2 separate regions of the Bactrocera dorsalis genome follow, and region 1 is linked to region 2. Evidence: chromatin contacts called from public Hi-C data. All regions are on one chromosome and are shown on one strand. The core of a region is the stretch at or near the end of the contact, and the rest is flanking DNA. Distances in the headings are between cores, read along the strand shown. Region 1 holds the start of LOC105228542 (histone-lysine N-methyltransferase, H3 lysine-79 specific). Region 2 overlaps LOC105228542 (histone-lysine N-methyltransferase, H3 lysine-79 specific).

What was found. A called contact is a pair of places that touch in the nucleus more often than the background predicts.
Region 1: a Hi-C map of whole body shows a contact between it and region 2, with 5 times the contacts expected there. The contact joins the promoter of LOC105228542 here to the enhancer-like site in region 2. A contact is called at or near these places in 2 of 2 Hi-C or Micro-C datasets (both in whole body).

Annotation. Positions count from the first base shown.
Region 1 is chr2:84,526,523-84,531,500 of ASM2337382v1, forward strand. It overlaps LOC105228542 (histone-lysine N-methyltransferase, H3 lysine-79 specific), which reads right to left and starts at 3,096. Exons shown (of 6, transcript XM_049449086.1): 1 at 1,215-3,096. It overlaps LOC105228541 (transmembrane and coiled-coil domains protein 2), which reads left to right and starts at 3,787. Exons shown (of 13, transcript XM_049449098.1): 1 at 3,787-4,494.
Region 2 is chr2:84,437,571-84,442,283 of ASM2337382v1, forward strand. The region is part of intron 2 of LOC105228542 (histone-lysine N-methyltransferase, H3 lysine-79 specific); the gene reads right to left. Among protein-coding and RNA genes, the nearest start is that of LOC105228543, 53 kb to the left of the region's middle. Within about 2 kb of position 1,956, the one cell type or tissue checked has open chromatin away from gene starts, as enhancers often do.

The DNA.
Region 1 (4,978 bases), core at 1,846-4,345, 90 kb after region 2:
TGCATTATTTTGGTGTATTATTTTTCGTTGCTTTGGATATATCAACAAATGCTTATATTTAACTTGGTTTAACTTTGGCTGAAGCATTTTGTTAGTTAGGTCGTTACTCGTTTTAATAGCCTTAGAAAGGCTTTTATAAATCAGGGATACTAATACATATTTAAGTTTTAAATATTTTTTATTATTCATTATTATCTAACATGTATTAGGTTGTCAAAAAAGTCTTGCGGTATTTTCGCTAGTTGGCGCTGAAAGCGCGTAGTTCTAGTTTTATTCGTCGCATCGGGTCAAGCTATACCTTTTTGCAAAGCTCATTTCACGCGCTAACGCGTGTTTGATTGATTGTCGTTTCTTTTAAGTCGTTCGTGAGTTATAGCGTCGCAAACATGGAGCTAAATAAAATGAAAATACGGCATATTTTACAGTATTACTACGATAAAGGCAAAAATGCATCTCAAGCCGCCAATAAAATTTGTGCAGTTTATGGACCCGATACAGTTTCCATTTCCACCGCACAACGATGGTTTCAACGTTTTCGTTCTGGTGTAAAGGTGATCGAAGATGTGCCACGCTCCGGAAGGCCTGTCGTCGAAAATTACGATAAAATCGCTGAATTGGTCGAAAGAGACCGGCATAGTAGCAGCCGTAGCATCGGTCAAGAGCTGGGCACGAGTCATCAAAAATTCATTTCAATTTCCATAAAAAAAAATTCAATAAAAATACCGCAAGACTTTTTTGACAACCTAATATTATACGTTTAAAAACTACAGTAAATAATTTTCCGTTTCTAGTTAAAATAGCTAGCTCATTAATCTTCCGTTGAGATTAAGACTTTTCATTAGCATAAACATATAATGTTTTGTATGTAAATATCTTAATATTACTACCCAACAAATCAAATTCTTCAAAGTATTATTTTGTTGTAATGCAAATTAGTTATTTAGTCTTTCATAAAAAAATTATTTCACCTCAACAAATATACTGTATAGTACAATATACTAAGATGATCACATTTGCAATCACTCTTCATTTCGTTCACAAATAAATGTGTTTGGCAAAATCAATGTTATATTATTGTTTTCATTTTAAATTCGGCAAATATTTGTAGGCATATTATAAACCGGAATGGTTTAAACCGCCCATTGATTTGTAATCGTAAATACATATCAAACGTAAATTGAAGCTAAAATTTAAAAAAGGACAATTATACACACCTTATTCGATTGATTTAAATCTCTATGTTGACGACGGCGACCACTTTTCTTCCACTATACTCGGTAGAGTTTTTATGCTTTAAAACCGGCGAACGTAAACTTTCTCACGTTTTCACGAGTATAATATTGGTATTTTGTAATAAAAATTTTTTCTTATTTCAATGCTAATTACATATGTCTAAACTGTAAACAATCTGTCTCGGTTATAATACGAGTGTTAGCACTTACGATATTTTTGCGGGGAAGACATTTCTCTATTCAATTCATGAAACCGTAAATTTAAATTATTATTATTATATTAATTGTCTACAGTTGAGTCTTTTATGACATTTGTTGTTGTTTCGTCAAATTAATTTTCTAATTTTTATCTGCTAAATAATTTTAATTGCTTTAGTTAGTAAAACAGCAACATATCATATATAATGGTTTTATATTAACTTTGTCAAAATTTCTCTTTATTATTTTCGCGCACGTATTCCAAATTTTATATTTAAGGACATTATAATGCCTTGAATCCGCGATACAAACACATTTAACAAGTTTGTCATAAGCAGGTAAAATTTTCACCTCTGTTTTTTTCGCCTATTTAACAACTGATTTCAATTTACGCAATAATTACATATATTCATTAATTTAATGTCTTTATTGCTATACGTAAAAGAAAACGTTCAAACTATGTTACAAAAATTTATTAAAATAAAGTTGTTCACAAACAAATGCTTATTGCAACTTATCGTATCTTTATTGTATAACAGTTGTTCCGACTCCACTCTGCTTTGCTTTCGACGAATTTTCGTAGATATGTACATATTTTATATACTTATAAAACCACCCGTTTTTACGTTTTTATACCTTATTTAAACTTTTTTTGGCTGTTTTGTTTTGTCCCTCACTAGTATACACACACACGTACGCATGTAAATTAAAATTAATGAAAAAAATAAATAAAATTAACTGCTCGCTTTCATTTGCCTCGTCGGTGTGTCCACTTATTTAATACATTTCCATCCCTCTATCGCTTCCTCTAACTTCTGATTTCTACATTCTATTTTTCGTCACCATCAGCTATTTTTGTATGTATTGAAAGACTGCTATCAACTTTACAAAGTCTTGACGTCTTCAGTCGCACCGTCTAGCTCAATATATGCTGCAGTCAGCGTCAACGTCGGCGTCAGTGTAGTCGGTTGTCTTAATCGCGGTAGTTGTTGTTGCAGTTGCTATTTCTGCTGTTTTATTTCATTGATTCGGTTTTTTTACTTTTTGCTTTTTGTTTGCTGCTTCGAGTTGTTTTTATTATTGTTGTTTCTTCAGGCTTTTAATTTTTTCAACGTTTGCATTCTTCTCACATACGTTTTGCACTTTTCGCCTTCTCTTCTCTTCCATTGCATACCCTTCTTCGGTTCAATACGTTGAAATAATTTTTGGTTCACACTTTACACACTTAACTTTTCAATTATGTATTTTTCATTTTTATACTTTAATAATTTTTATTCCACTTTTACTTTAACACTTTTTATAAACTCATAATCGTCACTTTACTAATTTTCTTCGCTCAACACATTCGGTTTTTCATTCATACTTCTTTCTTCATCTATGTATTTCAATCGATGCTCATTTCGGCTCTACACAATATTCCTTTTTCACTTTACTCTTGTTTATAAATTACACCCTTTTAACAGAGCACCTTCAAATCAATCTGATTTTTTCTAAAATTAATTATTTTCACTGCTCTGTTCAAATTTGTAGCATAATTTCAATCCTCCACACGTTCTATTAACAGTTTGCGCCATTTCCCCCCTTTTCAATTTAATCGTCTGGCTCACTGGCAATTGAAGAAGGAACTGAAATAAATCAACTTTTCACGTTCTCAGCCACCCGACTGTTCCACAGTACTGAATGTTCCTATAGCTTCGCACCTTGCGCTGAATGCGTCATGGCGACGCTGAATTGGGTGTCGGCCATTTTGAAATAGCTGTCAAATATTCTATCAACTTAACGAACGTTCAATTGAGGCATTTATTGGCGGATTTTCTCGTCATGGGCGTTGGCAATGAATTGAGGAATTTCGTAGGATTTTTGCTGTGATTGTAACAAATTTCAGTCCTTACAATAATAAAGTATTTCACCAAGAGCTTTGAGTAGAGAATATTAATGAACAACATATGCGCTTACTCTATTTATTCTTATAATCTGGTCGTATGATAAATCAAATCTTTTTGAATACTAAATTGTAGTTTTCTGTTTAGCGGACTCGAGTCAAACAGAAGTAGCTCACTACTTGCCGTAAGATGGCACTGTAATTCCTTAAAAGCTGTGGCATCCCAGAGTTAAACAGTGTTGTGGTTATAAATTGAAAAATTGAATTTATTTAATTTTAATTCTAAATTTATAAACATTAATATTAAAATAGTTATTATTAATAAATTATTAAAAAGCGTAATGTTATTTGTGAAATGTGTTTTAAAGAAAGAAAACATTTTCCTTCCAAATCTCATTGGTAACGCCCTTTATGGCGAAGACAACTAAACATGACAACATTGTTAATTGTTGCAGTTTGATTTTGTTGTGGATTTTACGAACAGAGTCGCCGTAGATTCAGTCCGATTTGGAAGTGCAGAAATTTTGTAGTGTCTGATCAGTAGAGAATTTTTTAAACAAAATAAAAGAGAAAAGTGTTATTTAAATAAAAGTAAATTATACATTCACAGTTGCAAAAACGTGCAGAGTGTAATTGGTTTAAGATAAAATTGTTATCGTGTGTTTATAGGCAGATGTGTTCGTTTAATTTTCCTGTATCGTGTATTTGATTCAAAAACTTTTATTCGGCGTTTTATTTACAATGTTGGGTTTGTTTAAGGTTAACGATTAGCTTGAAGAAGTTAATTTTGTGATTGATTTGTGTAATTTTCAATGCCAAGATTAAAAATATAAATCAATTTTGTGGCGTGTAAGCTACAAAAAAAAGTAAAATAAAACAACCGCAGACTAAGCGGAAAAGAAGAAAAGAAAATGAGAGAAAATTGAGCACACAGTTTATTTTGTATCTCTCGTCGAAGTGTAAAAGAGTCAGAAAAACTGAGTTAGATACATTAATTTCAATATATTTCTAATAAAATATTATCTTATAAGTAGACAACTTGGTTTTGTCTAAACAAATAACAAAGAAGTGAATTACCTGGTAAAAAAAGGAGTGTCGGTTGTTGCAAGGGAAAACTGCTAAAGAAATCAAAACAAAACGGAATGCGAGAAAAATAAATGGAAGACAAACAAAAATAAAGGGGTAAGGAAGCTGGAAAAATATTGCATAAACTATTATTAAGAAACTCAAAAATATAGAATGTATGAAAATAATCTAATGTAATTAGAGGAAATTATGAACTGTAATTGTAATGTACGCCAACATCAAAATCTCATCTGCTTTAGCACAGGACGAAAATATAAAGAACTTTGTTGGTTGATTTTTACTTCTCGTACTTACATTTGAAACAATAATATTTAATGAATTATCTACCTGGAAATAATTATGAATGCCTTTATCAGGTGCATCAATAAAGTAGTAAGCGTTTAATTTGGTGACATCTAAGCATACGCTGTATATACGCTGCATACTGTGTGTGCAGTGGGCTTCAGAAAAAATTGATAATGAAGGGTGTGCCAATAGCGTAAATTTGGTAATGCATTAATTATATTAATATATAATTTTAACGGATAAATTATATTTGCGAAATAACTTGTCCGCTGTGGAAAAATATAAGGCTGGGATT
Region 2 (4,713 bases), core at 706-3,205:
GACTTTGGGTTATGGAGAACTTTGAGTTAAGGAAGTTCTAGTTATGGAAGGTAATTTGTATGAAATTTAATTTCTAAGTGCTATTCAAGAGTTCGGGCTATGGAGAACGTCGGGTTACGAAATTTCTTATTACCATTATGAGCTTCGAACAAAGAGACAACATTAAATTTTGTTTTAGAATTGGTAAAACTATTATCGAAACGTTTCAATTGATGAAACAAGTTTATGGCGATGATTGCCTATCCCGTAGCAGAGTCCACGAGTGGTTTCAACGTTTTCAAAGTGGTAACGAACAAAATAACGATCTACATGTGGGCTAATCAAAATCCTTGATCACCGGAAATTCCATCGAAACTGTGCGTGAATTCATCAAAAATCAGCCGAAATCATCATTGAAATTCATGGAAATGAAATTGAACATCTCCAAAACATCGATTTATCGCATTTTGACCGAACATTTGGGCTTACGAAAGGTGTGTGCACGGTTTGTTCCGCACAAATTGACTGACGCCCAAAAATTGCTCAGAATCTAACACTCGAAGGACACGCTAGCAGACGTAGGAGCCATTCAAAACGTTTGCACCGGCATACTAGCGGTCATACCGGCCAACGAGCTAAAACACTCGTTCGACATGCTTTTGGACCGTGCAAAAAGCTGTATTGAAGCAGAAGGAGACTATTTTAGATTTCGGCAAATAGATTTTGCCGAAATCCGTTTGCTCTGTTTTTTTTTTTTAAGTCCTATTTACTTTGGAACGCACCTTGTACTACTGCAAATGTGATTATAGCGAATAGAAGTCAGTTGTAATAATTTCGAAGAAAGCTTTGTGGTTCTTACTATCTGAAAAAAGCAGGAAAACCCATACATTTGTCATAACTAAGATGGGCTACTCTCTACGCAAATAGAAAGTTAAGGACATATTTCATTGACTATGGAAAATATTATAATTAACTCATTTCCAACTCATTATTTTTCCTCGAAAAACAGGTATAATAAGATCTTCGTTGGAGAACAAATTCAATACAATCATTAATACAACACCTTTGGAACGCTGACTCATACGTCCGGGACATAAAAATATTTCATTGACTACGGAACTATTACAACAAACAAATATGACAATTAATAGAAATGAATGTCACATTAAAACTATAGTTAAAGCTCATCATTATTCGCCGAAAAAATACCTAGTTTTTCCCGTTATGTGATGTTCGTTACACATCATGTAAGGAGTGTCAATGTAAACATTATTACAACACCTCTGGCAACACTGAGTCATACGAAAATCCCAACACGTGGAGCGCATTCATATTCTCAGCAATGATCTGACATTGAACTTGACAGCGAAAACAACAAAACAACTGCGAAAAAAACAACCTTGGAAAAGAGCTGAGCGAGAAAATAAAAAATAAAAATATGCAATGCATGCGGGTTTGTATATTAATAAAATTATAATAAGCAAGTCAGTCAGTCAACACGACGTCGAGAGCAATATAAAATGTGTAAATATGTGTGGATCAGCATTTATGACTTACAGACGCGCCTAAATAAGCGCACAATGGATACCAATATACACAATACATATGTACAAATACTATGTAAATATTGCTTTATGATTTGCATATGCTCATGTGAAATATGCAAACTATTTTCTGAACGCTTTGCGGTTAATTACTTCGCTAATAAGCAGAGTTCAAGTCGCACGAGTGCAGACGTGCCCCTTTTTGTTCCTTCGACAACATAACCTCAAAGCTGCTACTAGACGGTAAGACGGTCCTACGGGTATAATTGGTGTGTAATATGAGCCCAGTAAGCAATAAAAATGAGAGAAGCATATTAAGCAATAATAATAATATAGTGAATACAAAAACTCCAACAACTAAAACAAAAGCAAACGACTAAAGCACGTTTCGCAATCGTTAAGCACAGAAATTATGACATCACAGACGTGTTCGCTTGTGTGGTCAAAGTGTAGTTGTAGCTGTAGTCGCTGGCTAGCTCACCTCCGGGAGAGGGGTGTATAACAAAGCTATTAACTAGAAAATGAGAAAAACAAACAACGACAAAGCGTTTAATTCAGGAGGCTGACCTTCAGTGGCGTTGCTTATGGTTAGCAAAATGAGAATTTAAAAATCATAACCTGCAAATATACATACATATGTGAAGTGTGAATGTAAATGAACTTGCGTCCAATGGGCATACGTTGAAAATATTTATTTGTAAAAATCGATATTTATAAAATAAAAAAATGTTTCACCTGGAGATCAGTATGTTGGTTATTTCTGAGAAACGAAAATTAGTTGGTGAAATTTTAGTTTTAATGAAAAAACGAAAATTCTTACGTTAAATGTGTGAGAACCTACAAAAATAATAGCGACCCCTAAGAGTTAAGCTACAGCGCCTGGCTTGTGGGAGGATTTTTTATTCGTCAATCACTAACATTTGAGGGGGTAAGAGTTGAAAAAAAAAATTTTGAAGCACCCTATTGTACAAACACTAGAGTCTGCATTTTCTCATTTTTCCAATATTTTTGGACCCATTCTTTGGACATAACAATAGAATAACGCTCTAATCGCAAGGATAATAAAATCTTGGATTACAGCTCAAAATCTGAATTTGTGGCCACCTTATAGTATTCTCCTGACTTTAATACAATGAAACTGGGTGCCCCTCAAGTTTTATGAGTCAGACCGTCAATTCGATGGGAGTCCCTTATAGTAACGATAAAAATTGTATGGAGTGAGATATCCTTGGATACTGAAATATATTCGTCTTTAAAAGCAAGCTTCCGCTATGTCTAAATGAAGAGATATACAGTGGCGGACAAAAGTCTACATACACCCCCTATTTCCATTGATATGAGAGTACAAAAAGTTTTTAGAAAAATGTATTTATACAGTTTTATTCTAATATTTATTATAATAACAATTAACTAAAAAAATTCATTATTTAACATAAAACAACAAATTTATGGAAGAAAAACTCAAAAATTGCTTTGACAAAAGTCTACATACAGTTCAAATCTCCTACTTTTTACATTGTAATATTAACAGTAAGGTAACGTTAGACTTTTTCTTTCATTTCAATATGATTATTGTTTGATATTTATTGAATTTAGTTGTGGTTTAAACATTTCAATAGCTATAATGGCTCCGCGAAATGAAATATCAATTGATGTAAGAAATTTGGTGATAAAAGAAAGAAAAGAAAAAAAATCATATGGTGAAATTTCTAAAATTTTAAACTTGAGTCGAGCAACAGTACAGACAATTCTAAAAAACTTTAAAAATAATGGTTCCAACGAAAATAAACCGCGCAGTGGACGCCCAAAAAAACAATCTCGTAGAGACGTCAGCCTGATTCTCAACGAAGTAGACCAAAATCCAAAAGTAAATGCTCCAAATATAGCCGAACGCATAGTAAGTACGTCACAAATGAGTATTCAACCAAGAACAATAAAAAAAGCTCTAAACGATAACGGATTCCACAGTAGAACACCACAGAAGAAACCTTTTATTTCTGAAAAAACCGGAAACTTCGTTTAAAGTTCGCCAAAAAACACAAAGAAAAGGAAATAGATTTTTGGAAAAAAGTTTCATTTACAGATGATTCTAAATTCATCCTTTTTGGTAGTGATGAAAGGACTAAAATTTGAAGGAAAACTAACGCCACGCTTGAACCGAAGAACATAAAGGGTGATTTTTTAAGAGCTTGATAACTTTTTAAAAAAAAAAAACGCATAAAATTTGCAAAATCTCATCGGTTCTTTATTTGAAACGTTAGATTGGTTCATGACATTTACTTTTTGAAGATAATTTCATTTAAATGTTGACCGCGGCTGCGTCTTAGGTGGTCCATTCGGAAAGTCCAATTTTGGGCAACTTTTTCGAGCATTTCGGCCGGAATAGCCCGAATTTCTTCGGAAATGTTGTCTTCCAAAGCTGGAATAGTTGCTGGCTTATTTCTGTAGACTTTAGACTTGACGTAGCCCCACAAAAAATAGTCTAAAGGCGTTAAATCGCATGATCTTGGTGGCCAACTACGGGTCCATTTCTTGAGATGAATTGTTGTCCGAAGTTTTCCCTCAAAATGGCCATAGAATCGCGAGCTGTTTGGCATGTAGCGCCATCTTGTTGAAACCACATGTCAACCAAGTTCAGTTCTTCCATTTTTGGCAACAAAAAGTTTGTTAGCATCGAACGATAGCGATCGCCATTCACCGTAACGTTGCGTCCAACAGCATCTTTGAAAAAATACGGTCCAATGATTCCACCAGCGTACAAACCACACCAAACAGTGCATTTTTCGGGATGCATGGGCAGTTCTTGAACGGCTTCTGGTTGCTCTTCACCCCAAATGCGGCAATTTTGCTTATTTACGTAGCCATTCAACCAGAAATGAGCCTCATCGCTGAACAAAATTTGTCGATAAAAAAGCGGATTTTCTGCCAACTTTTCTAGGGCCCATTCACTGAAAATTCGACGTTGTGGCAGATCGTTCGGCTTCAGTTCTTGCACGAGCTGTATTTTATACGGTTTTACACCAAGATCTTTGCGTAAAATCTTCCATGTGGTCGAATAACACAAACCCAATTGCTGCGAACGGCGACGAATCGACATTTCACGGTCTTCAGCCACACTCTCAGAAACAGACGCAATATTCTCTTCTGTACGCACTGTACGCATTCGTGTGGTTGGTTTAATGTCCAATAA